2 separate regions of the Sus scrofa genome follow, and region 2 is linked to region 1. Evidence: chromatin contacts called from public HiChIP or PLAC-seq data. All regions are on one chromosome and are shown on one strand. The core of a region is the stretch at or near the end of the contact, and the rest is flanking DNA. Distances in the headings are between cores, read along the strand shown. Region 1 holds the start of APOC3 (apolipoprotein C3). Region 2 holds the start of PAFAH1B2 (platelet-activating factor acetylhydrolase IB subunit beta).

Region 1 (6,523 bases), core at 370-2,869:
CAGCTTTATTGGAAGGCCAGGTCTGGGGTGGGATGGGAGGGCATCGAGGCTGTTGTCCCTTTCAAGGGAATTTTGGGGACAGTCCTGGGAGGCTGCAGGACCCAGGCTGTTGGCAGGAAGGCTGGGCAGACAGATGGCGATATCAAGATCTCAGGAGGAAGACGGTTCGGGCTTGGGGGTATAATCCCAGAAGTCGGTGAACTTGCCCTTGAACGTGCTCCAGTAGTCCTTCAGAGAGCTGATACTGTCGGTTACCCAGCCCCTGGGGGGTCAAATCAGTGAGCGGAGCACAAAGGGTGGGGTGAGAGCTGGTCCCTGGGCAGTGCCTATCATATCCCCACTGCCTCTCCCCTTACGCTCTCATCAACACCCGGAGGCCTCAGGCAGGAACCCCCTACAGCGGCCACCCAGGACGAGAGGCCAAAAGTGGTGATGGGACCACCAGCAAGTGTAACCCGTTGTTTTTCCAGGTGGAGGCAGACCTTTGTGCCACCACAGGTCTGGGGCAAGCGGGACAGGAGTGATTGGTGGGGAGACGTGTAAGGGCAGGACTGTCATTCTAGTCTAGGTACAGGACGCCCCCTAGGGTTGTACATCCTGGTGGCTCCGAGGGGAGTGAGGCAGAGAGAAGCAGTCTCTTTTTGGGGAAGATATCAGAGGATGGATTAGCTGCAGGAGCTGGGGCAGGTCACTTGGTTACGTGAGCCTTGGATTTCTCATCTGCAAAATGGGGGGAGTAATACCCAGTCCTCGTTGCACAGCTGCTTCTGGGGACTGAGAACCGCTGTGGATGCCTCTGCCATGGAAGCGCCGGCCAAGGCGGGTGGTGTGGAGGTGGGACGGGGCTTGGGGAGAGGAGGGGGCTCGCAGGCTGGCGGCGAGGGGTGGGACGGGAAGGGCCGAATCTGCTCACATGGGCCCAGGGCTTGGAACAGGTAGACGCAGACGCAGACACACACACCCACCCACACCCCACCCCCCCGACACGGCTGAAACTGGGTCCTGTGGGTCCCCCAAGCCAGAGCTCCAGCCGGACAATCAGAAAAGGAAACGAAGTGCGGGCTGAGTGGCCGTCCTCAGAGCCAGGCGGGGCGCAGAGGGAGAAAGGAGGGAGACAGAGGGGGAAGAGGAGATAAAGGCCCCCCTCCGCCATCCCTCCCTGTGAGGGAGCCTGTTTACAGACAGAACGGAGGCTCAGAGAGGCACAGGTCCTGGGTGGGCAGGCGGGAGCCCCCGCCCGCCGCCCAGGCTCCCCCGAGTCAAGGGCAGGGGAGGAAGGGCCTACCTGGCCTGCTGGGCCACCTCGGACTCCTTCACGCTGGTTAGCGCGTCCTGGGCAGTCCTGGTGGCCTGCTTCACATAGTCCTGCATTTTGTCCAGAAGGGAGGTGTCCTCGGCCTCGATAGCCTCTGTGAGGACAAGGGGGCAGAGTGGGGCAGATCAGCCTCTAGGGGACCCCTGGGGACCCGCCAGGGCCCGGCATCCCCAAGCCACCTCCCAAGGGTCCTGCAGACAGACAGCTGCCCCCTCGCCGCCCCCAGCCCTGACCCCACCAGCTGCTTACGGGCACAGGCCAGGAGCACCAGGAGACCAGCGACAAGAAGGACCCGGGGCTGCATGGCGCCTTTGTTCCTGCGGGGAAGGCTCCTGTGAGGGGTGCCCCAAGTCCCCCCACCACCTCTGGGCCCTCCCTGGGGAGGCCCAGTGGCCCCTAAGGTGGGACCTGAGCTGGATCAGGCCAGGAAGAGAAAGGGCCTGTTCCCGAACTAATGTGGGTGAAGCGAAGGGCTTTCAGATGGGGGATTTGCAAGGACCCAGGCCGGAGACGAAGGGTGGCATGGAGCAGAAAACCCACCAGACCAGGAATCAAGACGGCTGGTTTCAGGCTGGGTTTCTGCCACTAACATGCCACGTGACCTTGGGTGGCTTTCTGCCTCCTCTAGGCCTCAGTTTTTCTGCCTGGGGTGGGACGGGGGTGTCTACGGCTTCTTTCAGTCCTAAACAGGCAGAATGCACAGGAAACGGAGCCAGTTCCAGCCCCAGCTCAGCTACCGCGCTCTACGGATTTGGGCAGGTGACCTTCCCCACGGGCCTCCGTTTCCCTAGATGCCTTTGTAGGGAACACTCACCAAGCGGTGAGGCTTCCTTGCTTCTAGCAAGCCCTTCTCCAGGCTTCGCTGCTGGGCGGGGCAGCGACCCCAGCCTGCCCCTCTCCAACCTACTCCCCCTCGCCTCCCCCCCTACTCCCAGGGGCCGTTACCTGGAGCAGCTGCTTCTTGGGATGAACTGAGTAGACAGACAAGCAGGTTCTGACCTGCTTTATATTGTCCCCAGGGCAGCAGGCAGTGAGGGCCCAGTGAGCTGGGCAAAGGTCACCTGCTGATCAATCTAGGTCAAGGCCTGAGGCAGGGTAACCAGAGGCAGCCAGGTCTGCTGGGTGTTGGGAAATCTCTAGAAAGCTGCAGGTGCCCATGCTGCTCTCCTGTCAATGCTGCAGCCTAGCGGGCTCAGGGCTTGGGGGTGGGTGGGCCTGGAGAGACCCCATTCCTTCTGGGCAGCCTGGCTCCCCAGGGATTGGGGGACAAGCCAGGGGCTTCTGGGACCACCTCAGCCCTTCCCACGTGGGTGCCAGGCCCTTCCCACCCAACCCCAAGCCCTGTTAGCAGCCTAGAAGAAGGGGTGAGAGCGTGATTGGCTTCTTTGGACTTGGGAACAACACAGTGGCTTGGGATGAGGTGTCTAGGGCGAAGTCGCAGATGATCTAGGGGCAGAGGCTTGTGGGAGAGGGGTGCCACGGCAGGCGCACACGGCCCCCTCCCCAGCATCTCCATCTCTGGGTGCAGCTCACCCAAATAACTCTCTGAGCTGATCCCAAAGCAGGAGGTGGTGGGAGCAGGTCAAAGGCCGCTCTGAGTCCCAGGCCTTTGTCCTTCCGCCCCCCTCCTCCTCACCTTGCCCTCTGGACTCACTGATAACACTCCCCTGGACAGGATCCGGACGCAGGGCCGAGGCCCTCCCCAAACTGGGGCAACCAGGATCGATTCCCAGGGCTGAGTGCCTCTCCCCTCGGGCCTCAGCTCGGAAATAGCTGCCGACACAGTCCCCTGGCTGGGGAGGCTACTGGAAGGAACCAGGGCTGTTGCTGAGGCCATTCCAGTGAGGAGAGGGGGCCCATGAGCTCTATGGGGCAGTCGGCTGTCCAGGAGAGGCCTTGGCCCTTCTCAGGGTGTGGTGTCCCCTGGGTCCACATTGGGAGCTGTAGCCTGGATGGCTTTTTCTTCTGGATGCTAAGACTTCAGAACCAGGAAATTTTATGTTCGTCTCTTTGTTTGTTTGTTTATTTTTGCTTTTTAGGGCTGCACCTGAGTCATATGGAGATTCCCAGGCTAGGGGTCCAATCGGAGCTGTAGCTGCCGGCCTATGCCACAATCACAGCAACGCAAGATTAAAGCCATGTCTGTGACCTACACCACAGCTCACGGCAACGCCGGATCCTTAACCCACTGAGTAAGGTCAAGGATTGAACTTGCATCCTTGTGGATTCTAGTCGGTTTTGTTAACCACTGAGCCACGAAGGGAACTCCAAATTTTACACTGAAATGATACCTTTGGCATTTACTCCAATGACCCAGCGCCAGAGATCTAACAGCTGAGTGTCTCAATATTCTCCTCTGTAAAATGGGAACAGAATACCCACATGCTGAATCATGGTGAAATGCAGATGCGATATGTACAAAGCAGCTTGTCCATGGAAGGGGCTCGAGAAGTTTCTCCTTTCTCACACACACCTGGTCCTTCCCTAGACAGCACAGTCTGAAGGCAGCAGGAGCCTCCAATGCTGAAAGCTTTTGGCAGGCAGCCATCGTCTCAGAAGGAAGCAACTAAACCCAGAGTGTGACATCAGAAGCCTTTTCATCAGATGTCTTTATCTGTGACTGAGACTTGAAATTTCTCCATAGAGATTCATTCCTTTGACTTAGACCTTGTGATCTGTTCAAAGCAAATAGATTCCTGTAAAATAGACATTGTTCACCCCACATTACATCTAAGAAAGCTAACGCAGGGCCAGAGACATGCCCAAGAGCCCATAGCCCATCAGTGATAGGGCTGGGAACCAGAATCCAGGTCTTCAAATACCCACGCTGGTACGCAAGAACCTGGACAGATGAAATCCTTGGGGATTTGTCAGTTACTCATATCTCAGAGTCCATTGGTTTCAGATCTCTTCCTGAGCACAGATTTCGGTGATGGGGTGGGGAAGAAAATTAGGAGGTCACTGAGGATTTGACCTTTGGGGAAAGTCCAAGGCAACTGTGTCCACTTCCATCTTCTCTACTAGCCTGTTCCTGGGCCCCAGAGGTGAGGGCCACAGCAAGAATCCAGACTCCAGGCTGGGCAGGGGCCTGCTGGAATGGGCTGGCTGGACCCCTTGGCCCTGGTTCCTCCAACTCCCTTCCCACATGTGTGGAGGGTCTGAAGGAAGCCATCCCCTCGCTTCTGCATGGCAGAGAGCCGCTGAAGCCGAGGAGGTCAGGAGATGCAGCCGGAGCCCAGGTGTGAGGCTGCGCTGCAGAGAGACCACAGGCGTGTGGGCCTGGGACCTTTTCTCTTTCGAAGGGCTTGGTGCCTTCGTGTCCCAGTACCTCTCCCACAGCTCCAGCGGGGTCTCAGCAAGCCTGTCCCAGTAAGGGTCTTCTCGGCGGCAGCCCTAGCTGCTTTGCCCTCCCTTCTCGCCCCACCTCCCACCACGGCTCCCTTGGACCAAGCAGCGTGGCTCCAGGCTTGGCCTACAGGCCATAACTGGTGGTGGGTGGGGAGGCGGAGAAGGCCTCCTGCTGGGGCCAGAAATGGTCCTCTGGGGTTGGGCCGACTCTGCTTCCACTTGGGTTCAAGGGAGGCTTTAGTGTCTGGGCTTCTGGGATCCGTGCCCCTGCTGGGCCAGACGGGGCAGCCCTGACTCAGCCCTGCTGAGGGAGGAGGTAGATGGGCCCCCGGGCTGAGAACAGCTGGGACTTGTTAGGTTGAGGAAATGGGGCCTTTCCTCTTTTTGACGCATCAAGGAGAACGTTAATGGCAGGAGCTCTGCTGGGAGAGTAGAAAGAGAAGATGTGACCACTTCAATCACTCCTGGGGTCAAGGAGACCTCCGCAGTCACACATGCGCAGAAAGACTCCTGGGGTGCCAGGCCATTGTACGTCCTGATACCGTCCCAGAACACTTTGCTCTGGAATCCATCTTTGCCAAAAATGTGCGCGCATATTGGGGAGGCCCTTGGTTTGGTCAGGTGTAAGAAATAAAACAGGATAATTGGCCAAAGGAAAACAAAGACCCAGAAGAACTGTGCCATGTAAGTGAGTTAAATCACCTCTTTGGCGCACTCCTCATTCAGGGGGTGGCCCGCACCCGCACTCCTCTTTCGGGTGTGGATCACGGCTTTGCTTCTGCCTTAAATAAACAAACTGGCTTCTCCATGTGCTCTCCCACATGTGGTGCTATGCTTCTAATAATAAACTTTATACCTGTTTTCACAGTCTTTGGCTCCTTGAAACATTCTCGCTTTCAACAGGGGGCAAGAATCAGGGCAATTTTGCTTCTAGCCTCTAGCTGGTCTAGTGGCTGGGGTTCCTGGTTTTCACCCAGACTGCCCAGGTTCAGTTCCTGGGCAGAGAATTAAAATCTCATTCAAGCCATCACACAGGGCTGTCTTTCCAAGATCACTGCCGGCCGGAGGCCCTGGTTCATCAAGGCCCTCTGTGCTGGAAGTTGCTCTTAGGGTCTCACCCAGAACTTTCCTCTTATAACAAGGGCCTCTCCCCTTTAGTTCTGCCCTGGGACAATGGCCAGTGTGGTGCATATATGGGGACATGTGTCCATGTGACTGCCCATCCCTGGCTAGGCCTGAGCCATTCCCTCCTGGCTCTGATCGCTGTGGGTGGACAGGAGGGTGGCTGTAGGTAATGCTGGGCTCTCAGCTTTGTCCCCTCTCTGACGATGAGGTCTGTCTGCTGTACAGAGAAGGAGACTGAGGCTCAGAAAGGGACATGCCTCACGCAGCATCACACAGGCCCTTTGTGTCCCCCAGTGTGATTGTCCCCAGATTCATAGAGCCAGTTCCCGCTGGGGTGGCCGGCACAGGTGCTCAAGTAGAATCAGAAGGAGGGCTGGAGGCAGGGTCTGCTTATTCCATCAGCAGCTCACACCCTCTAAGACTGGACACAGGGGTTCTCATTCTCCCCACCCTCCAGATCCATTCACAGACTGATAGAAAACATGCCCACAGACTTTGGGAAGCACGAGCACTCTTCAATGGCATCCCACCCGCGACATGACGGGATAAAACAAACCTCCTCACAGCCGTGGGCACACACAGGCCTATGTGTAGCTGCATGCCTTAGGCTTGAGCCCCCAGACGGCTGAGGTCGTTGCACACCTATGAGAACCCGTACGCATCCTGGCAGAGGCTCTTGGACACACGTAAAGAGAGGCAGATATTCCGACCATGTGTCCACCCCGGGCGGGTGAG
Region 2 (7,182 bases), core at 1,925-4,424, 300 kb before region 1:
CTTGGTCCTAAATTTCATGAGCACAATGAAAAAGCTATATGGACAGGGAAACTGAAGAACAAAATTTCACTTATCTGAAGTTACCAGGCAGGTAAATCTGACAGAATTTTGTTCAATATTCCCAATTAGATTGTCTTTTTTTTTTTTCTTCATTAACTAGAATACAAGGTCATCCTCCTTCCTCCTAAGTGCAAAGTATCTGAGCAAAAATTTGTTTCTCTGTGCCTTCGGACACTTGGATTTTGTGTTATTTTACCAAATCAAAATCTTACAATACAAAGTGGCTTTCAGTTCTAACCTATGCCTATGGCTTGGTAACATTTTTAAAAATCGAGTAAAGAAAAATTGAGGGGCAAGCCCAAGCAATTTATTCTTTCTTTCTTTTTTTACTATCAAATGAATTTATCACATCTGTAGCTGTATAATGGTCATAACAATTTGATTTCACAGGATTTCCATCCCACAGCGCAGACACATCCCCCCACCCCCCAAAGCAATTTATTCTTTAACAACCAAGGTGGGAACCGTGCATTTAGGGGATTCAAATAATTTGGGAGGTAGATAAAATAAGTGGTTGTACTTTTTTTTTTTAATGATTTTTTTTTCCCATTATAGCTGGTTTACAGTGTTGGTTGTACTTTTTACCAAAAAAAAAAAAAAAAAAAAAAAAAAAAAAAAAAAAAGAATGAATCAGGAGGCATCCAGAGAACAGCCTGTGGTAGGTCACAAAAATCTTGGGGGTTTCCTGCCTCAGGTAAAAAGCAATATTGTCACACACACGTATTCAGAATGTTCAAATTGTAATTCGTGACAACAGAAAAAGTAGCAACAGGGAGGGATTTGATGCCCATCTCACTTTACTGATTCAGAGTAAACCCCCCACCCCCCCGCAAGTCATTAACTTCGAGGTCACAAACAGCAGGTTCAGTTAGAAAAGCCCAGCAGAAAGGAGATAAGGGTCCCCAAAATTAATTTAACAGAAGAGATGCTATTCAAGGAAGCTTTAACTGTCCATTTAAATGAATTTTCTGGGAAGATGAGGAGCAAGCAACTTGCACAGCATTTCCCAATTTTCCTGCATTTTCTGTCTTTTCTAACTTAACTAGAACTATGACCACAGAAGACCAAAATTTTCAGATGCTTATACCAACCAGTGTGGTGTATGTAGTGTGTCTTATCAAAAATCCTCGATAACAACAAAGAATTATAAAATCCTCAAGCTGAGCTGGATGTTTCTTCAGTTTAACGAGGGAAAGGATGGAGGGGGAAGTTCACTAAGAATTAAAAGATTCAGAACGTTTCCACTCTGACCTAAGACTCTTACGTTGCTTCAGGAGGTGGAAGGGTTATTCTGAAAGCAAACGCAGCCCTCGTCCGGAATACCCTGCCTCAGTGGGCTGGTGGATGGGTCCCTGGGTTCCAGCACATCCATAATTTATTATCAAATGCCCAAGCCAATACATTAAAGCACAATAATTTCCTCCTCTCCTGCTCCCCCACAAGGAGGCAACCTTTCTATCAGAACAATGTGCCCAAGAGAACAATCTAAAGACACAAGGCATATCTAAGGCAAAGGCATATTCAAATGATCTCGGGGTACAATCTTCTCTCTACACCTTTACCTCTCCCCCACCCCCTTTAAAGCTGTACAAAATGAGGCCCTGGGCGAGGGCGTGGGGATGGGGTCCAGGCAGTCTTCTCCTTCTCCGTGGGTAAGCTCTAAAGAGGCCAAAGCTCCATGTGTTTGGTTTTCTTAAGGTTTGCATATAAATTACGAAAAGCAACGCTGGCCTGGGAGCTACAGAAAGCAGAATAATGAGTCACCGTGCAACGGTACATCACAAACCTGTAGGTCAGAAGGTCCTGAACTGCCAAATGGACAGGGACCAGGTAAAAAACACCTAAGAAAACTTGTTCACTGGCAGGTTTAACTAGTGGGTTGACCTTGGGCAAATCAGCGGCCAGGCGGGCCTCGTCTCTAAAACGAGGTGCTGGACGGGGCAGCCCTCTATGAAATGAGTTGTGACAGCCCACGGATTTTTGAACATATTAGAAGAAGAAACGGTGAAGTTTCTGGAGAGTTGCACATTTCAACAAAAGGGGTGGGAAAAAGCGCTCTGTCAAAAGACAACAGGGTAACCCGACTGGCCCTCGCTAACAGTCTCTCAAACAGAAGAAGGGTCTGAGGAAGGGTCAGAGGTTCAACCTCAGGGACGGAGGGGCAGGCAGCAGCCGAGACCTGAGGCAGAAATGGGGCTGGCAGCAGCGAGCATCGCGCCAGGGGCGCAAGGGATGCAGGGCGGCCTACTCCGGGGGGGCGGGCAGAGCCAGGCGGGGCGGCGCGCCCCGCCACGGTGCTCCACCGCGGGAAGAAACCAGGAGGCAGAGAGGCTGGGAGGCGGGGCGGCCGTGCGGGCGGCAGGTTTGGGGGTGGGGCGCTGGGGAAAGGCTCCGAGGGGGCGGCAAGCGGCCTCGAGGGGTGGAGGTAGCGCCGGCGGCCGGGAAACCGACACCAGGCCAGTCGAGAAGGCGCGCGCGAGCCCTACCCCAGGGTCGGGGGGAGGGGGTGGCGCCGGGGGGGGAGGGGTCCCCTCGGGGTGGGGGAGGGGAGGTCGCGGGCCTCTCACAATAACAAATCGCAGCCCCTTCCAACCCCCACCTCTAAGCCACCGTATCCCCGCGCCCTGGGATGCACTCACTCAGGCAGAGGGTCCGTGCGGGCCCCAAGCGGCTGCGGCGTCGGCGGGTGGCGCGTCTGTCGCTCGCTTAGCCCCGGCGGCCCCAATCCGGCGCGTCCCTCCTCGGGCCCCAGCACCCGCAGCAGCACCCCCACTTCCGGTTTCCCTGCCACTCAGGCAAATGGCTTCCGGAAGTCCCGCCCCATCCTCCCCGGCCTCGGCTTGGCTCCCGGTTCCCCACTTTCCCTCTCGGCGGGTGCCCGCTTCGGGCGCCCAGGTGTCCGCCTACGGCCCCGCGAGGTTCCCCGCTTTGTTCTCGATCCTGCCCTCGTTTTGCATGTAGCCTGCGCAAATTGCCTTTAAATTTTTTCTTCCGGCTGTATGCCTCAATCCCGCGTTCATGTCACCGCGATGTGGAGATGTCTTTCGGGACAATGTGGCGTGACCTCACCCTGACGCCATTCCCTTCCCACCCCGCCAACCTGGCTTCCTTCTCCACCCCATGGAATAAACCAGATTGCTGCCGGGGGAGGGAAATAGGGTCCCAAGATTAATGAGGCAGTCCTTTGCATTTATGGGTGGAACTTCTGTTTCTATGATGCATGTATGGATTTTGGGAGATCGTCTCTTACGGTGATACTATTGGGGATGGAGAGTCACAGTGTTTTCTTTAGAGAGCCATCCAATTTCGGGGGAAATACATATTTATATACACACAGTCAATATTGAAAAGATGATATGCTAAATGCTGTATAAATACGGGATCTAACAATAGAGAGAAGGGGCAAAAGATGTACGCAGGCTGTGGTTAGCAAAATATTTGGTGGAGCAGCGCCCTGAGCTGGCCCTTTAAGGATTCATTCAGACCCATGTGGGGGAATGGAAGAGCCTTCCAAAGCTCTGAAAATAATCAGCGGGTTTGGTTTTGCAGACAAAATCCGTTGAGAATTACCGTGAAAACCTGGAAGCCTGAAGTTTCAAGATATATCAAATTATTTTTCAGATCCTTTGTACTGTCAAATGGTACTAAATTTATCAGGCATATATATAATCCAGAATAATTTGTTCTATAAAACGCTAGTTTACCTCGGAATTCTCTTGCAGATGTTCATTTGATAAGTGACACACCAGTAGGTAAATGTTGCTTTAAATGTTTTATTGAGAAGAATTTGTGTTTGGGGAACTCAAATGATGGTGTAAAAAGCAGCCTAGAATTATATCGATAACAAAAGAGACAGTTTGAATTCTCCAGTGATAAATCCATAGAATCCTGAACTTAGTTTTAGCACTCAACACATTTTAATGTAATTACAACTTTACTACACTGTCTTCTCTGATATCCTATAAGCTCTGAGGGAGCAGAGACCTTATTCTGTGGATTCTCGTCACCAGGCATGGTGCCTGATGCATAGTAGCCACGCATTAAATACTTCTCAATAAGGAATGAATGAATTTATGCCTCTGTTGATCCCTTGGACTATCTTTTACTTTCTTGTTTTCAACTTTTTAACCAAGAAACAGAAAGAAAATGTGCCCAGGAAACACTAGAGCTGGTTAAACTAGCCTCTGCAAATATTTGAATACCTCTATGACTCAGGCAGTTTTTAGTGTTTCGGCAAAATCTCAATGGCACCGAACCCTGAAATTTGATAAGGGGTTGTCTCCTACTACGTCTCTTTTAGCTTTCTAAATAATTCATTTTAAAAAAAATGCAAGTAGTAGGAGTTCCCATCGTGGTTCCTTGGGTTAAGGACCTGACTTTGTTCCATCCCTGGTCTTGCTCAGTGGTTAAGGATCTGACATTGCCACAAGCTGTGGCTAGGTCACAGATTTGGCTTAGATCCTGTGTTGCCGTGGCCATGGCATAGGCCTCAGCTGCAGCTCGGATTCCATCCCTAGCATGGGAACTTCCATGTGCCACAGGTGCAGCTGTAAAAAAAAAAAAAAAAAAAAAAATGCAAGTGGTAAATTGGAAAGGACCCTAAACTCGGCTCCAGGGTGCCCTGTGTTCTTGTCTGAGGGGCTACTGCTCATTTTACTTCTTTGACCCTTTGTTTCTTAGTCTGTAAGACGAAAAGGGTAGGCTCAGTCATTGCTAAGTTTCTTTTAACTCCAGGCCTCCACTGTTCTGTCAGTTCCCCTACAAGAACATAGTTCTGGGGCCCACAACGCTATCTTACTCCTCCTCACTTCCCATCCACAACCTCCCCTTCCCCTGGGCCCCTTTCAGAGTTTGTGTTTTCCATGCAGTCCCAGCTGGAGATAGGTAAAAATAACTGTTTTCTGACTATGAGAAAAATTTCCTGAAAGCTGTCAGAAGAGTTTGCCTGTCAAGTTGTTTTTCCATTAATGATGATGGGCTTAATGACTCCATCCAGATTCTTTAGTCTGGTTTCTCTCATGACTGAATGCCAACCCAAAGGGAGAAAATATAGAAACCCTGACAAAATGTCTGTTGGACAGATTGGAGTAGTGTAAACACGATCAAATGTGAACCTAAGGAGTTCCCTTCGTGGCTCAGTGGTTAACGAATCCGACTAAGAACCATGAGGTTGCAGGTTCAATCCCTGGTCTTGCTCAGTGGGTTAAGGATCTGGTGTTGCCGTGAGCTGTGGTGTAGGTCGCAGACAAGGCTCAGATTCCGAGATGCTGTGGCTCTGGTGCAGGCCAGCAGCTATAGCTTCCATTGGACCCATAGCCTGGGAATCTCCGTATGCCATGGGTGTGGCCCTTAAAAAAAAAAAAAAAAAAAAAGGGAACCTTAGAGTTTGAGAATGAGATATGTCAAAATACTACCCAAGTGGCCTGAAATTTTGGAGACTTCTTGGCATTTCATCACGTACAGTAATTAAACTGGGAGATTTCTGGGGCCTTGGCATTTCAGACATGAAATGAGGGAAGAGAAGCTATGTGGACTGAAAATATATACGCAGTGTGAATTCAGGGAATTTCTGTGGGTAGAACTCGAGGTCGGATGATTTTCAGAAAGAGTTTCAAAGTTTTATTTATTGTTAAAACAACGTTAAGAAATGTTTCAACTCCCATCCTTACAAATTAACCCTTTTTTTTTTTTTTTTTTTTTGTCTTCTTGTCTTTTTGTCTTTTTGTCTTTTAGGGCTGCACCCTCGGCATATGGAGGTTCCCAGGCTAGGAGTCAATCGGAGCTGTAGCCGCCAGCCTACACCACAGCCACAGCAACTCGGGATCCAAGCCACATCTGTGGCCTATACCACAGCTCACAGCAACACCAGATCCTTAACCCACTGAGCAAGGCCAAGGATTGAACCTGCATCCTCATGGATGCTAGTCGGATTTTGTTAGTCACTGAGCCACGATGGGAACTCCAAATTAACACATTTTCATTTGCCTCAGTTTCTTTCAGTCAGTAGCCATATGGTTAATAAATGTTTTATTTCTCAATTTTAAGATCTTTAGGGTCAGGCCAAGACATTGTTAGAAATAATGTAAAGAACATATTGTAACAATATTTTTTTTCTTCACAACTGAAATTTGTTTGTCACATTCTTCTATTTTTTCTTTTAATGTGTGTGTATGCGGTTTAATAGCTTTACAAACTCACGGATTGAAGCACATTTGATGTGTTTTATTCACTGCAATTATTATGCTTATCGATAACCAGGTTGTCCCAAAATGATCTTATTTAGATTGGCTCTTGAGCCTTTTTTTTTTGCTTTTTAGGGCCACACCCATGGCATATGAAGGTTCCTAGGCTAGGGGTCCATTCAGAGGTACCACAGCCATAGCAACAGGGGATCTGAACCACATCTGCAACCTACACCACAGCTCATGGCAACGCTGGATTCTTAACCCACTAAGCGAGGCCAGGGATCAAGCCTGCAACCTCATGGTTCCTAGTCTGATTCGTTTCCACTGCGCCACGACGGGAACTCCTGCCAAGTATTCTGTTGATGGATATTCTACAATTTGTTTATCCAAGCAACAGTTAGTAGATACTTGTTTTTTTTCTGGTTTTGCTTATTATGAATAAAATTAAGATGAAATTTCATGTAGAAATCTTTGTGTAGATGTGTTTTCCTTTCTTTGGGGTCTCTTGGATCTGGGCATGGAAATGCTGTGTCACATGACAACTGTGTTTAGCGTTATAATAAACTGCACATCTGTTTTTCAAAGTGGCTTATCATTTTACACCCCCACCAGCGGAGTGTGAGAGGTCCAGTTGCTCTGCATCCTTGACAGTACGTAGCATTGTCAATTTAAGAAAATTTTGCCATTCTAGTTGGTATATAGCAATATCTCATTGTGGTTTCAATTTGCACTTCCCTGATGATTAATAATATTAAGCATTTTTTCATGTTACTTTTGGCCATTTATATATCTTCTTTTGCAAAATGCCTGTTGAACTCTTTTGCCCATTAAAAAAAACTATAGGTTGTTTTTCTTATTACTTGAGTTGTAAAAGTTCCTTTATATCGAGAACAAAAGTTTTTTGTCAACATATGTATATCAAATATTTTTCTCCAAA

The links. HiChIP or PLAC-seq counts read pairs in DNA pulled down with a chosen protein or histone mark.
Region 2: an H3K27ac HiChIP or PLAC-seq map of alveolar macrophages shows a contact between it and region 1. The contact joins the promoter of PAFAH1B2 here to the promoter of APOC3 in region 1. A contact is called at or near these places in 1 of 5 promoter capture datasets (fetal liver) and 1 of 2 datasets of contacts at active chromatin or transcription factors (alveolar macrophages).

Annotation. Positions count from the first base shown.
Region 1 is chr9:44,206,998-44,213,520 of Sscrofa11.1, reverse strand. APOC3 (apolipoprotein C3) reads right to left here and starts at 1,619. Exons shown (of 3, transcript NM_001002801.1): 1 at 1,565-1,619; 2 at 1,286-1,409; 3 at 151-262. The coding sequence starts at 1,619. The coding sequence ends at 151. LOC106504887 (a long non-coding RNA gene) reads right to left here. Exons shown (of 3, transcript XR_001298831.2): 3 at 3,880-3,990.
Region 2 is chr9:44,509,106-44,516,287 of Sscrofa11.1, reverse strand. PAFAH1B2 (platelet-activating factor acetylhydrolase IB subunit beta) reads right to left here and starts at 3,174. Exons shown (of 6, transcript XM_021062879.1): 1 at 2,700-3,174.